Regions from separate parts of the Mus musculus genome. Here regions 1 and 3 are each linked to region 2. The links are chromatin contacts, called in public HiChIP or PLAC-seq and promoter capture Hi-C maps. All regions are on one chromosome and are shown on one strand. The core of a region is the stretch at or near the end of the contact, and the rest is flanking DNA. Distances in the headings are between cores, read along the strand shown.

Evidence for each region. Promoter capture Hi-C pulls out the DNA fragments that hold promoters and counts their contacts. HiChIP or PLAC-seq counts read pairs in DNA pulled down with a chosen protein or histone mark.
Region 1: a promoter capture Hi-C map of erythroid cells shows a contact between it and region 2, with 16 times the contacts expected there. The contact joins the promoter of Ccdc22 here to the promoter of Rbm3os in region 2. A contact is called at or near these places in 4 of 39 promoter capture datasets (cranial neural crest, erythroid cells, liver and 1 more), 1 of 115 datasets of contacts at active chromatin or transcription factors (memory CD8 T cells) and 1 of 9 other capture datasets (liver).
Region 3: a contact with region 2 is called in an H3K27ac HiChIP or PLAC-seq map of extraembryonic endoderm stem cells, with 4 times the contacts expected there. The contact joins the promoter of Usp27x here to the promoter of Rbm3os in region 2. A contact is called at or near these places in 4 of 39 promoter capture datasets (cranial neural crest, hippocampal neurons, liver and 1 more) and 1 of 115 datasets of contacts at active chromatin or transcription factors (extraembryonic endoderm stem cells).

What each region holds. Positions count from the first base shown.
Region 1 is chrX:7,603,090-7,607,852 of GRCm38.p6, forward strand. It overlaps Ccdc22 (coiled-coil domain containing 22), which reads right to left and starts at 2,331. Exons shown (of 17, transcript NM_138603.3): 1 at 2,155-2,331; 2 at 1,071-1,248. The coding sequence starts at 2,204. Cacna1f (calcium channel, voltage-dependent, alpha 1F subunit) reads left to right here and starts at 4,014. Exons shown (of 48, transcript NM_019582.2): 1 at 4,014-4,081. The coding sequence starts at 4,057.
Region 2 is chrX:8,143,644-8,148,536 of GRCm38.p6, forward strand. Rbm3os (RNA binding motif protein 3, opposite strand) reads left to right here and starts at 1,784. Exons shown (of 3, transcript NR_033561.1): 1 at 1,784-2,088; 2 at 2,849-2,975; 3 at 3,913-4,321. Rbm3 (RNA binding motif (RNP1, RRM) protein 3) reads right to left here and starts at 2,237. Exons shown (of 7, transcript NM_001166410.2): 1 at 1,995-2,237; 2 at 1,312-1,429; 3 at 930-1,036; 4 at 205-304; 5 at 15-108. The coding sequence starts at 1,414.
Region 3 is chrX:7,373,651-7,378,261 of GRCm38.p6, forward strand. It overlaps Usp27x (ubiquitin specific peptidase 27, X chromosome), which reads right to left and starts at 2,180. Exons shown (of 1, transcript NM_019461.4): 1 at 1-2,180. The coding sequence starts at 1,211. It overlaps Gm14379 (predicted gene 14379), which reads left to right and starts at 2,275. Exons shown (of 2, transcript NR_026741.1): 1 at 2,275-2,633; 2 at 2,874-4,392.

The sequences.
Region 1 (4,763 bases), core at 1,081-3,580, 540 kb before region 2:
AGTGAGAGCTCTTGATAGCTAGGCAAACCTGAGAGTAATGAGCAGGATAGGCAGAGCCAACAGGGTTACTGCTCAGACCAAAACTGCATAAACAGTGGTCCAAGGCGAACAACTGTGATGACCTGTCCCCTTTAGTATACTGGATGGATACTCTACAGATCTACCATAGACTTACAGCAATTTATTGAGTATTCTGGAAAAATCAACAATCACTCCATAGCCACAGGCTGCTGGGATACAGGCTGCCAAAGTATGTGATCAACTATTCCTATAGCAACTCAGTTTTTGCTTTGTGCATGCTGGAGACTTGAACCCAAGACCTCATACATATGAAGTACAAACTCTGAAACTGAGCTACACACTGGTTCACTTTGGCTTTCACACACAGCCAACACAGAGAAACTGAGGACCAAAAAGGTTAAAAGGCAGGTTCAAAGCTGCAAAGACAGTGAGCTACAAGAAAAGGTAGACCTCTCTGCTCTTGACCACAGTAAATGGGCACAGCTCTGAAGTGAAGAGGGGTGGGTGCTTCATGAGAGCATCATTTTTGGAACTATGAGAAGCACAATACAATGGAACAGACAATGACCTTCCTCTTCCCCAGTCCCATTGATGAAACAAGTAATCGCAGGTCCGATAGGATGCCCATGAGGTCTGGGCAGAGCTAGTCAGAGCTTTATTTAGGAGAATGTAACCCAGTCAAGGTCTTCCTTCAGCCCTAATAAATAGGTAAATGGCCTACTATGTGACAGTGGAGTGAGATTTTGATGTCAAGCTTAGAAGGTGGCTGTTAACATTAGCCTGAGCACAAACCGAATCAGCTCATTTAATCCACACAAGCTCATTATATCATCTCCATTTCACAAATAAGGAGAAGGCATAGAACAGTTAGGGTCACACAGAAAGCGTGAACTGAACTAGGTAGGGTCTGAACTAGTCACACAGTTTGGCTACAGAGGCAGCAGCTTTAGCTATACAAAGGGACAGAGAAGAAGGCAAGTGTCAAAGAACTTGGCGACTTTGTGAAAAAGGAAGGAAGACAGTGTGCACACTGGGAGGAGGGCACTCACCATGCAGGCCTGGGCCAGACTCATGGCCAGGCGGAAGCGGGCAGACATGGCTGGTGGTAGCAAGTGACTGAGGCCAGAGCCCACATCAGGATTAATCACTCGAAGGCATCGGACCACAGCCTCTACGACCAGCTCAGTGGTGAAAGCTCGCAGAGTCTGCACTTCTGGAGGAACTGCCCTAAAAAGGAAAGCACCAGGCTTGAGTAGTTAGGAAACAAAGTACAGACTTCTAGAGAGGGAATGCTCTAGAATCCAGGTCGGGGCAGGGAACAACCAAGGCTTCAACAGATCCTGGGTGCTGGTGACTATGACCTTTACTTAGTCCTAAGACCTCGGTGAATGAGGGTGACCTGAATTCAGAAAAGTCTCAAACTCCCCTACACTTCAAAGTTTCCAACCTCTGGGATCTGCAAAAGTGAAAATGGTCCAAGTGGCACAGTCTCCATATTTCTGGGCACCAGGACATTGTTCTTTGCATGGCAAGGCCTCCTAGATCTACGAGGTTTGGGAAAGCTACATAGGAAGAGGCTGGAGTTTTCAGAAGTCTCAAATGTCAGGGTCAATAAATAGAAATAAAAAATCGGGCATCCTAAATTTTGGCATCAAGGACTTTTAGGTCCCTCAAATAGTGCATCCTTTGTGTTCCTGTGTTACCAAGTGCTGCTACTGTCAGAATGTAGGGCCCTGGTATTTTGATAAGTCCTGGGAGTTTCAGGAGTTATTGTTCGAAGATCAAGTTGCCAGTCTCAGGAATTCTGGAGACTCTGGGTGCCAGACTCCTGTGTTATCAGTTTCCTGGTGTGGGTGTCCTGGAACCTCTAGATATCAGGATCCCAGCATATGCAGGTCTCAGTTTGTAAGGTGTCTGAGTCCTCGAGGTTTTACCCAATGTCCACATCAAAGTATTTAGGAAAGTCATGATGTTAGAGTGTAAGCAGGGAGGAGGAGGAGAGGCTTCGGAATCCTGTAAGTTTGGGCCTTTGGGTGTCAAGGTCTTCATTTTAAGGTTCCCGGGTAATGGGGGTCCTAGGATTTGGAGTCCCGGATGTGAGCAATTGGAGGCGACTGGGGGTTGCGTACTTACGTGCCCGCCTGGCGCAAGGAATGGATGAGGATTCGGTCAGCCTCCTCCATGGTGGAGTTAATTCTAACTCCGGGGCTGGGTCTAGGACCAGATCAGAGAAATTGGAGCTCTCCGCGCTGCTCTCGGCGCGGCGAGGACAGAGAGTCACGTGCCGCGCGAGGAACATTGGGAAATGTAGTTCTAAGGAGTGAGCGTTGCGCAGGCAGCGGCGCTGGAGGCGGGGTGTGAATTACGTAATGGCTCCTGGAAGTTGTAGTTCTTTCACTTGTAGTCCCATGGTCTCCTCCAAGGGAAAAAAAAAGGAAATGGGCTGGGGAGTTGAGAGACAGGACAGAGAAAAATTTTCATTTATAAGACACGTTCATCTTCCAAGCTATAAAAGTTTATACGTGTACAAAATGACTGTTCCCCCGTGTCTTGCTAGCCTCATCTGTAAAGTGAGAATTTGGATAATACCTTCTTCCTAGGGTTAAGACATAATTGCTACGACTGGGGATGTGACTCAGGATAGCCTCACAACCTGAGTTCTCTCCCTGAGATCCACATGGTGGAAGGCAGGAAATGACTTGATAAGAGTCTGAATTCCACGTGTGCACTGTGACACATTTATGCTCGTGAGCACACACAAAAGGATCATAAATAGATTTTAAATAAATAAAACAAACGTCATTGCTCGAGTAAACCTACTTAACCACCAACCACAACAAACTGAGGTCGATCCTCCCTGGGACCCAAGAGACATAAAAAGAGAATGGACTCCTACAAAATGTCCTCTGACATCTACACATGTGCAGCAGTACCACTATCATGCACACAAAATAGATGGAAAAAGCAAAGAATTACTAGACCAGGCGTAGTGGTAAACATCTGTAATCTCAGCACCTGTCCCAAGTGTAGATTGGGCTACAGAAGGAGATCACCTCCTTATGAAACCATTCCTTATTGAACAGCCTCTTTTGTCTCTACTATCCAGTAGTGCTAACATTTGTCATAATCACACATACACATCACATACTTGACTCAGTTTCTGAACTAAGCTCTCTCTCTCTCTCTCTCTCTCTCTCTCTCTCTCTCTCTCTCTCTCTCTCTTTCTCCTCTCGTTGTGCTATCCTGTCTTGCTTTGGTTTGGTTTTCAGACAACAAAATCTTGCAATGTAGCCCAGGCTGGCCTCAAAATTGTAATAATAATATTTCTTTCTCCCAAGTGCTAGGATTAAAGGCTTGTACCACCGCCCCTGACTGTATTCTATTTTTAATTACTGTAGATTTACAATGAGTCTTGATATCATATATGGCAAGCCCTCCCATCTTGTTGTCTTGTTCTTTTTCAAAATGGATTTGGCTTTTTTGTTTTTTGGTTTTGGGGTTTTTTGTTGTTGGTGGTGGTGTTTTGGTATTTTGTTTTTGTTTTTGTTTTTATTTTTTGTCATTTGTCTCAAAGACTGTCAATTCCAAAGAAAACTATGCTGAGATTTTGTTTGGTATAGCTAATGCAGAATGCCAAGAAGATCACTTTGGGGAACTTTACAGCATCACTAAATGTTACATATTTCTCCATTTTATGTCCCTTTGATATTTACTATCTGACTTTTTTCCTAGAGATAAATATATATATATATTAGGTTTTTCCTATGTACCTCAAGTGTTATATGCTATTGGAAAATTATACCTTTTTTTTTTCGTATTTTGGTTTCTGCCTGCTTGGTGCAGATATCGATTTACTATACACTTAACCAGTGCCTTTCCCCTTGCCAATCTCAGACCTACAAATATCCCATTTGCTCCCCCTGTTCACCCTCCCAACTGACACCATTTTTCCCCGCCCCGTGACCTTAATCTCTCTAAGGCTGGGAGAGGAGAGGGAGGACTGTGTGCAGATGGTCCTTATATCTCCTGAGGAGGATGTCGGAATCTGAAGTCGGGAAAGGTGAGAGAAGCCATCCACCCCTGAAGACCCTTGAAGTGACCCTGGGCTCTGGTCCACCCTCATCCTCTCACCTACCAATTGCCCACCTGGATCCTACTCCCAGAGAGGTCTCTGGGGAACTAGAGTATCATCCCCCTCTTCCTGTCCTAGCCTCCCCTTAAAAGAGCTTCTTTGTCACCCAATCTCAATTGCACAACCTAGCCTATGTGTTATCCTCAATAGCCCCTAACCTTATGCATAGCCTTAGTTCCCAAATGAAACCCAGACTCAATCCTGACCCTAGCACTCACTCCAAATCCAGCCTCACACTAAACCTTAATCTAAACCCTGCTAACCAAAAGACAATCCCCCACCTCCACCACATGGGACATTAGAATCCAAACCGCATGATAGCTACAGACCTTATCATGAACTTGAAGGTCATCTAACATCTAGACGCCAGTACTGCTATGGAGTGATTTCCCTGGCTGTCCAGAAACAGCACAGACCCTTTTTCAAGTTGTTATTAATTTATCTTATAAGTGTGTGTATGTGCCTGAGTTTATGTATGAGTGTCATGTGTGTGCATTGACAGCAGAGGTAAGAAAAGGTGTCAGATCTCCTAGAACTTGAGTTCCAGGAGACTTTGAGCTGCCATGTGAGTGCTGTGAATTAAACCCATGTCCTTTGGAGGAGCACTATG
Region 2 (4,893 bases), core at 534-3,033:
CTCTCAATACCCACCTGCCACTGTAGTCTCTAGACCGCCCATACCCATATCCATATCCTCCAGGACGACTGTCATATCTTCCACTTCCATATCCCTGGTCTCCACCACCTACAGAAAAATATTCAAATAGTAGCTGTTCAGACATAGGCTCTTAACATTAAATAGCGCTACTTAATCTCATAATCAAACCATGACTGCACTTACCTCTAGAGTAACTGCGACCACGCCCACCAAAGGCACCCCCTCTGGATCCCCTGGCAGACTTTCCTGCATGATCAACTCGGATTTGGCGCCCATCCAGGGACTAGGTATGGGAAGGAGACAGACACAAGGAATTGTCAGTCACAGTAGGGATGAGGGAAGAATGGGCACAGGCAGGTAGGTGTAGGCAAGAGCCCAGAAATTCCTGCTGGGCACCAAATTCTGGGTGCCTCGTCCAAGCCAAGCTCCGCTGACCAGAATGGCTTCACCAGGAGCTATGGAATCCCACAAAAAGACCTGAATCCACCGGTCTCCCCTGCTACTACTTACATCTTGACTGAACTCAGGCTGACGTATCCTCCCCACTCCTCTAAGCTGCCCGACTATTAGGGCTAGACACCTCTCTCGGTCTGAGGCTTCAGAGTCCATCCCAGCAGACTCACGAGGTCCTCTCCGGTCCTCTGCCAGGCCCACAGCTCTGCAGACTCTACTACCTAAGCCCAGAGCAGGTCAACCATCCACAGGTGGCTTCTCCGCCTCATGCAGGACCAGTCGTCGCCTCCCAGGCAGCCCGGCTCTGTCTGCCGCTGCCCTCCACCCCCTAGAACAGAAGGCAGTCATGCTCCTGTGAGTGGCCACGCTGCCCCTGGCAGACATAGAGGGAAAACAGAAAGAACGAAGAAAGTGGCAGACAGGGAGACGGCCCCTGTGCAGGCAGGAGGCCTCACCTCTCCATTCATAGCTCTCATCGCATCTGAGGCATGCTCTGGGTTTGTGAAGGTGATGAAGCCAAAACCCCGGGATCTTTGAGTCTCCCGGTCCTTGACAACAACCACTGGGGGAGGGGCAGAAAGACAAATGTTAGAACCCTAACATCTAAGTAGAAAGTAATAGCCAGGCACAGCCACAGATCAAATAGCACTTGGGAGAATTAGGACCCCGCCAACCCCCCCGCTCCTGTTTAAAAAAAAAAAAATCCTGTATCCAACTGAATTTATTTCAGCCTAACCGTTACCGTACAGACATGGAAGTTAAAGAGAATTTCAGGTTTTAGTTCTAGACTAGCTCTTCTCCACCAACCCTCAACCCCGGGGCTGGTCCATGGCTCACCCTCAGAGATAGGCCCAAAGCTGCTGAAGTGGTCTTCAAGTGCCTGTTCATCGGTGTTGAAGTTGAGCCCTCCTACGAAGAGTTTCCCTTCTTCAGACGACATGGCAGAAGGCAAGTCCTAAAGGGAGTGCACGAATTATTGGGGAGTCAATGTGGCAGGTAGTGAGGTGTACAATATCCGGATACAGAGAATTACAGCGAAGACAGAAAATGGGTTAAAAGAGACAATTCAAATGGCAAGAGGCTCGGGAGCAGAAAAGGCGGGAACCAGCAAGGCTGGGTGAGCCCATCCGCCATTTGATGACTCCTATCGCGCATGCCCACAACATCCCAGGCTGCCACGCCCGTCATTTTGTACGGTCGCGCAGGCCTACAGCAGCATTGCATTTCCTCTTTCCCCGCAGAACAAGATGGCGGCGGTCACGTGGGAAGGGACAGCCGGTACAGGTTGGCGCGTGGTCCCCGCCGCCGCCCGAGCCCGTGCCTTCCGGCATTTCTCCCGTTCCGATGCAGCACGCCCGCCTCACAATGAATACATTTTTGCCTTCGAGCCTGGGACTAACCCTCCTCAAAGCTCAAGCCCACATATCAGCGGCCACAACTCTTCCTGCCCTCGTCCCTCGCCCATAGAGGGCAAGGAAGTGAGGTGGGGAACGAGCGCTGAGCAAGGCGAAGGCGCTTACCTGGAAATTAAAAGTCAGAGGACGGCAGAGACGACGAGCTCGAAGGAACCGGGAGAACAGAGAGACTGCGGCGCGGGAAGACGCCTGATAAAGCGTGCGTAGCCGAGACGTCACACAACGTCCCCCAGCGCGCCCTGGCGTGCGTGCTCATTGGTTGAGGCCAGCGGGGGGGGGGGGTTGGGAAGAGGACGAGGAAGGCGGAGGCAGCAATTTGCCTCGCCGCTTCCGGGAATCGAGAGGAGCTTTATGAGTTCAGTGCGTTCTCCTATAAGCATCTCCTTTCTGCCCGAGAGACTGGCCCCCTTTCCATCTCAAACGGTTGGATCCATAGAGCCTTTTCCTCCCTGACGTCATTTTCAGTGTTTTTGACGTCATCTCTCCCTTTCCATAGGAAGTCCTAACTGACAGTAGGTCGGTGCCAGCGAACTGCCGTCCTCAGAAACCAATCTTTTCTTTTTAGACCTTTAACTGCATATCCCTTAAGGCCCCGAGGCCTTCAGAGTTCTTCCTGTCAAACCTTACATTTCCGAATGCTTAGCCCCTCCTCCTAACATATAGCTGTGTGTTAGCGGACTCCTTCCCTTGGTGTCATCCTCTGACTTAAGTTTGCATCCTTATCTGACAGTCTCTTTACGCCTGATAATGCGTTCAGCAAGCCAGGTAGCCTAGCTTCAAAGGATGCAAATCTCAATCCACTAAACGAATTTTACTCTCTATTCGGGATACTGGGTCTTGATCGAAAGGATGAACTTTTGCAGTACATAATGAAATCCATAGCAAGTAGTGTCTAAGTCCACTGCCTGACGATGTGATCTTTCCCAGCCTTCAGTGCCTAATAACTTGTTTGCCTCCAGGAACTCTACATTGTTGACTCCTAGAATAAATTTGTTCAACATTGTAAAGGCCTGCCTCCCACTCCTCCACCAACCCCACCACAAATCGATTTGCTACCCTTTGGATGCCATTCATCTGTAATTCCTGGTAAGCTTATTCCCACATTTCTCAGTGATTTTCATGGATTTTTATTAAATTTGTAAGTAGTTATCTTTAGTTGAATACTTTTTGTTGTTCTAATATTTCTCACCCTGTGGTCTGTCCCTCACTGTATGCTCAGGTCACCCTGGAACTCATAAAACTTTTGCCTCAGCCTCTTCAGTGCTGGGATCATCACCACAACCAGCGTGTCTGTACTTTTAAAGAAATCCTCCCTGCCCAGGTCCCAAAGATACTCTTCTGCAGCTTATTACGTTAGCTGTATACTTTTGCTTTTAGTTTAAGGTCCTCAGTCCTTCTATAGGGTTCAGCTCAGTGGCAGAGTGCCTTCCTAGTATGTGCAAGTCCCTTGGCTTATATCCCAACAAAGAGAGAGAGCTGTGTCTGCTTTTACTGTGCCATTGAACCAGATGCCTCATCACCATCTATCAGAAAACTGAGGCAGGGTTGTGAATTGGAGCTTTAACAAGTTCCAGGCTAACTTTAGCTAGCCTATGGTGAGACCCCGTATTCAAATAAGCAAACAAAAATTGGATGATTTTTGAAATTGCATTTAATGTAGAGTTGAGAATAACGTCATATTACGTGAGGGTTTAAGGTATGTGCACACTGATACTGTTCCCATTAAGATCTGGCACTTTAGTTGGGTATGATAACTTAGACCAGAAATCCTAGCACTTGGGGAGCCTGGAGCAGTAGGTTCTTGCATTTAAGGCCAGCCTGGGCTACCTAATTAGTTACACCCATCTGCCAAACTCCCAAGAAAAACGCCAGACAAAAGAATTGGAGCCTAGTTCTCTTGCCCCTTGAGTATGGACTGGACTTAGGGGAGCAATTATAATGTGCAAAATAATTGAAGCACAAGTCAGAGTGTGTCGTGACTGGGTCGCTGAAAGGCACTTTGGTTTTCTGTTCTCTCATGCAGGCTGAGCTTTCTGTGACATGTTTGCTGGTTTATCAAGAGCAGTCCTAAAGAGGGGACTAAAGTGACACGGAACTGTGATATACTGCCAAGAGGTACAGGAACAGGCCTTCCTAGAAGTGGATCCACACCTACACTACTGTGTAGGCTGACACCTGGATGGATGGTATATGAATGCTATGAATCAGAGTCACCTAGCTAGGCCAATCCCAGAACCCCGACCGTCTAAAACCACAGATGTTTGTTTTGTCTTGAGACTGTGTAACTCAATTTGTGAATTGGTGCTTAGTTCCCTTGCCCCTTGAGCCTCACACAGGCTCGAACTTAATGCATGCAGCAGCATGCCTGATATACTCATTAAGCTTTGTGCTAATTTGATATCAATAGATACCTAATACATCTTCCCAGCAAAGAGCATGAAATATCTTTATTTACATCACACACACACACACACACACACACACACACACACACACACACAGAGCAAGTGTAGGGAAGGGAGGGAGACAGGGTCTCTATGTAGACAGGGTCTGTATGTATTCTAGGTTGGCCTGGACCTCACCGCATAGCCCAGGATAGCTTCACACTCTCAATCCTCCTACCTAGCACTACAGATGTGCATCACTGTGACTAACTTTATCTATTTATTTGAAAATGGGATATTGCTAAGTCCCCTAAGAGGGCTCAAACTCCTGGGCTCAAGTCATCCTGCTTCAGCTTCTGGAGAGGTGAGACTAAAGATAACTATCGACTAATTTTGGTTTTGTTTGTTTGTCTGTTTTTGTAGATAAGTGTCTTACTATATAGCCTGGCTGGCTAGGAATTTGCTATATAGACTAGGCTGGCCTCTAACTTACAGAGATCTGCCTGCCTTTACCAAGTGTTAAGATTAAAGATATGTGCTACCATACCCAGCTAGACAAATGCTTAGCTACACCCACAGCCTTTAATATTGATACTCCTGAGTTTACCAAGGCCTTTTTT
Region 3 (4,611 bases), core at 930-3,429, 770 kb before region 2:
CTGGCCTTGGTGATTACGGCATCATCACACTTGAACCACTGGTCCCTGTGGTGCCGAATGAAGCTGGTGTAGTGGCCACTCTCCAAGGTTCCTTGGTGATTAACCACAGCAAACAAGGAATACTTATTCTCGTTGTTCGCACTATTGGTTGGGAGCTGCAACTGTCCATTCACCCGGGTCTCTTTACTTGACGCCATAAATGGTGTCATATCCAGCTCCAGAGGAAAGGAAATGTACGTAGTGATCTTGCGCCTCTGTTTCGCTGAGTGTTCAAACCGTTTGAAATGAAAGCAGGCAACTACTGGTAACTTCTTCATAGTGAGCTGTTTGGTAGATTCTTGGTAGCTTTGGCAACTACCACACTTGATTTTGGCACTACTTCCTAAGTGCTCTGGCCTTGTAAACCTTCGCAAGCAGTCCGTGAGAGTGGTGATGCCTGGGATGTGGCTTTCGCCATTCAAACTGCTCTCCCTCCCAGGGCTCATGGGCCAGAAGGATGTGCAAGAGCCAGGCAAGTCCAGACTAATGTCCCAGCATGGGTCTATAGTGGTGGAGACACCATGGCAGGCTTGACAGGTGACATCGGACTGCAGGCCACCTGTGAAGATTTGGTCTATGATGCAGTTACAGTGGTTGGGGTTGCTGGCCACCTTGCCAACATCGTCACCTTTGCAGTGCCTATGCAGGACATCTAGCGCAGCGATGAGGAACTCGTGGGCATCCTGCTGCCTGTACCCTGCTAGATGACGAGCGTGTATCCACACCAGGTGCAGTAACTTATAGGGCACATGAGGAGATGGGTTTCCAGAATACAGCTCCCGAAAGAGCGACGACATCTCACAGACCAGACACAACTCAGGGCTGGGCATTTCACACCGGTGCCTGTCAGAGAGAAAGAAATCTCTCAGTATTGGAGTGTGGGTCAAGGCCTGGACAATGCAGTTCATAAAACACGTGTTGCCAAGATTAATTAGTCCTCGTAAGCCGATGGTAAAGCTGGAGGCGATCCTTCTTCTCCGTGGGTTGTGCCCCAGAAGTTCTAGTTCAGGTTTGGTCGTTTCCCAGGTGGGATATTTCTCCCCAAGTCCCGGCACTGAACACTGTTGCTGAGAAACCTCTGTCGAGGTGGACGCTTGTAATTTCAAGGCTTCTCCTTGCTCTTCTTTGGCAATTTGCTCAATGTCTATGTCATACACATAGTCTTTACACATGAAGCAGTATATGCCTCCATAATAAAGATCTACCGCTAAGTTGTGCTGTTTTGTCTCAGCGTGCTCGTGGATGTGTTTCTCTGTGAAGCAGCCAAAGAAGACGCAGGAAAGGCAAGAGTGGAGTCTGTTTAAATGGGTGCCACACACATGGCAGACGCACGACTTTGCCTTGCTTTTCCTGGTCTCTGGGGTTCCACACCACACGAAGCACTGGTAGATAACCCGCAATTCCTGCCTCCAGTTCTCTCCCACCTTAAAGCTGTTCACGTGGGAACAACCTGGTGGCCCCACAGCAAAATCCACATCCAGGCATCCGCCCCCAGGACCACGCCGGGGCCGGGGCCGGGGTGGGGGCCGTGGCCTAGGCTGCGGCGGGGTACGAAGCCTAGTCTGGGGCCGGGGCCGGGGTCGGCGGCGCGGGGCACGACTGCGACGCGGAGAGGGATCAGGGGGCCGCGGAGGGTCGGAGGGAAGGGTGGGGGGAGGAACCTCGTCGCCGCTGCCGCCAACACCGCTCTGCGCTGGGTTCTCATCCTTCGGCTCCTTCTCGGGCTGCCTCTCAGGCTCAGGCTCAGGCTCAGGCTCAGGCTCAGGCTCAGGCTCCTGTAAGGGCTCGGGTTCGGGCTCCGGCTCGGGCTCCGGCTTCTGTTCGGGTTCCGGCTCCGGCTGGGGCTCGGGCTCGGGCTCCGGCTCGGGCTCTGGCTGGGGCTCCGGCTCGGGCTCCCGCTCCGGCTCCGGCTCGGGCTCCCGCTCGGGCTCCCGCTCGGGCTCCGGCTCGGGCTCCGGCTCGGGCTCCTGCTCCAGCTCCAGCTTGAGCTCAGCCCCGCGGCCCGGACCCTCCGCGATCTCCACCTTCCCGGTGGCGTCCACCTTCCCTGCTGTCTCCACCTTCCCGGTGGCGTCCACCTTCCCGGCCGCCTCCACCTTCCCCTCCACCTTCTCCGCCTCCACCTTCCTCTATGCCTTCTCTCCCGTCTCCGCCGTCTCCGCCTCCTCCAGCCTCCTCCGCCTCCACTGGCTGCGACTCCTCCCCCTGCTCGTGGGGCTCGGGCGGCCACTGGGCGTGGTGGCGCGGGGGCCACGCAGACCTGGGGTGTCCCCGTCCGGACTGAGGGAGCGCGGTGGTTGTGGCAGCTGGACCCAAAAGGGACTTTCACTGAAGGAGGCGGCAGCGGAAGCAGGCGACGCCCCCGGGAATGCTCCCGCCGAAGCCCCCTAGCGGAGGCCGCTTCTGCAGCCAGGCCCCGTTTCCTTTAATTCAATATTTCCCAAACTTGCTGGTTCACGACAATCACGTGGGGGAGCGTGTTAAAATTACAGATTCCTCGGCTCCACCCGCAGGCCTACTGAATCAGACTCTTGAAGGGAGGTACTCCGGAACCTGGATCTCTAACTAGGGCCGGAGAAACTGCTAGTGATCAGGCAAGTTTGGGAAACACAGCTCTAATTCATTGAGGCTGGCGGGAAGTGGGGCGGGGACCGCGCAGTCTCTTTAAGGCGCTTCCAGCTCTCCGCTCCAATCGCTGCTCTGACCCCCTAGGCGGTCTCCTCCCCTCTAGTACTGCCCTCAAGGGTGCAGCTTCCCCTAGCCTGTGGGGCGGGGGGCCCGAAGGGTTGTCTTGTCTAGAAACGTTTCTGAGGCCATAAAATATCCCTTCACAGTCTGGTACTTGAGAATAAAGGCGGGAGCTCCGACATCCATCATTCCAGCGGCTGAACCTGCCTCCAGCAGCTGAACGTACCCCCAACATGTCTCAGTCTCCCCCTCTAGGTCCAACTCCTGCTCTCCCAGAAACGATGAAGCTCAAACTTTACTGGGGACCAGCCTGAACCCCAGATCTAGAGGGACAACAGTGCTCCCAAGGCCGCTCCACCTGAAGGGACATGTCTCTTTGAGAAACTTATCAGCCCATCCTGTGCTGGCTCCTTGCCTCCCACTCAGGCTCCAAAGGCCCTGGGTGGGATGACTGGTTGACAGCTGGCCTCCAGATACAGCACTCCAGATACTGAGCAGCCTGTGGGCAGAAACAGTCACTCCAAGGCCAGCAGGGGAAACCAGACACTGCAAGGCTGTTCCTACAGGTTGCACCTCCCTTACGCTGCAAGGAACCCAAACTACAAAGTCTGAGACCCATAAGATTTAGCAGAGTCTTGGGTGGGCAGCACGTAGGAATAAAGCGGGTATCTTTGGAGCTGCCAGTGAGGAGAGAGTCTGGGGGCCTGCTGTATGAAAAGCAGCATCATAGAGCCCAGGAAGAATGAGTCCAGAACAAACAGCTCAGGTCTTGGGCAGAGTGGGGATGTCAGAAGCAGCTGCAACTGCTGCTTCTGGAGGGTGCAGCCAAAGGCAGGGATCAGCACGTGGGGAGAGAGTGAGCTAAGAAGAGTCCAGTGCCTCAGTGTGACAGCCGGCTGTACCTGGTGCACATGGATGGTCCTACTCTAGGGGGCTCTGCTGTCTACAAAGCATCCCTGGTCAGCATTGGAAATCAGCCTCCACCTGAGTCATGCTTCATAGAGGAAGCAAAGACATACTCCTTGGGGATTAGTCAGGGAGCTGGAGCCCTTATGGAGGCTGTGTGGTTCCTAGCTAGCCTAAGGCTACCTTAGTGCCTGCCTTCCCTAAGTCAGCTCTGTTTTCAATTCCTTGAAGTGTCCTTCCAACAAATGCCTGCCCTTTGTCACCTGCAACTAGAGGAAGTCCAACCAGTATGGCTACCAAAGGAATGATGCAGCTGCTAAGAATGACTGAGCTCATGGAGCACGAGTGAAGAAGGCAAGGAAGGAGAACGTTCATCCTATCCTCACAGGCTACCAACCAACAAAGAAATCTAAAGATCGCCATGCTTAGGAGTCCTGCTGCTGAATAATGGCTATGTAACCCAGTTGCCCCACTACTCATCAGCTTCCTGTGAAGCTCACAGAGGAACCTGGGCACTGCCAAGGCCAGAAAACTCTGGAAGTGGGGGGCTCTGCCATCATTCACCCCACCATCTATGGCCAGGCACTAAGAGCTATGTACTATGTATTAAGAGCACTGAGCCAAAGACACCCCAGGATTAGATTTGGCTTTCCTAAAAGGAACACACATGCTAAAGAAGTGGCTTTAGGACAACTAGCAGAAAAGAAGCACCAAATATTTAAATAAATAAATAAATGAATGAATGGATGAATGAATGAATAAATAGTAGTTGAGTACTTTTCTTTAAAAAAAAAAAGTTGCCCCTCATTGGAAATTTTGCAACTTAGTGATTATTTTCTTACATTCATTTCCTCATTGTATTCTTCCTTTACTTTAATCACCAGTGATACAAGTCACCATAATCTTTACAGGTATAGAGCTTGTATAGTCTGGACTTAGTCCTGGGCAGACATCACCGCCTCTGCCTCACAAAGACCT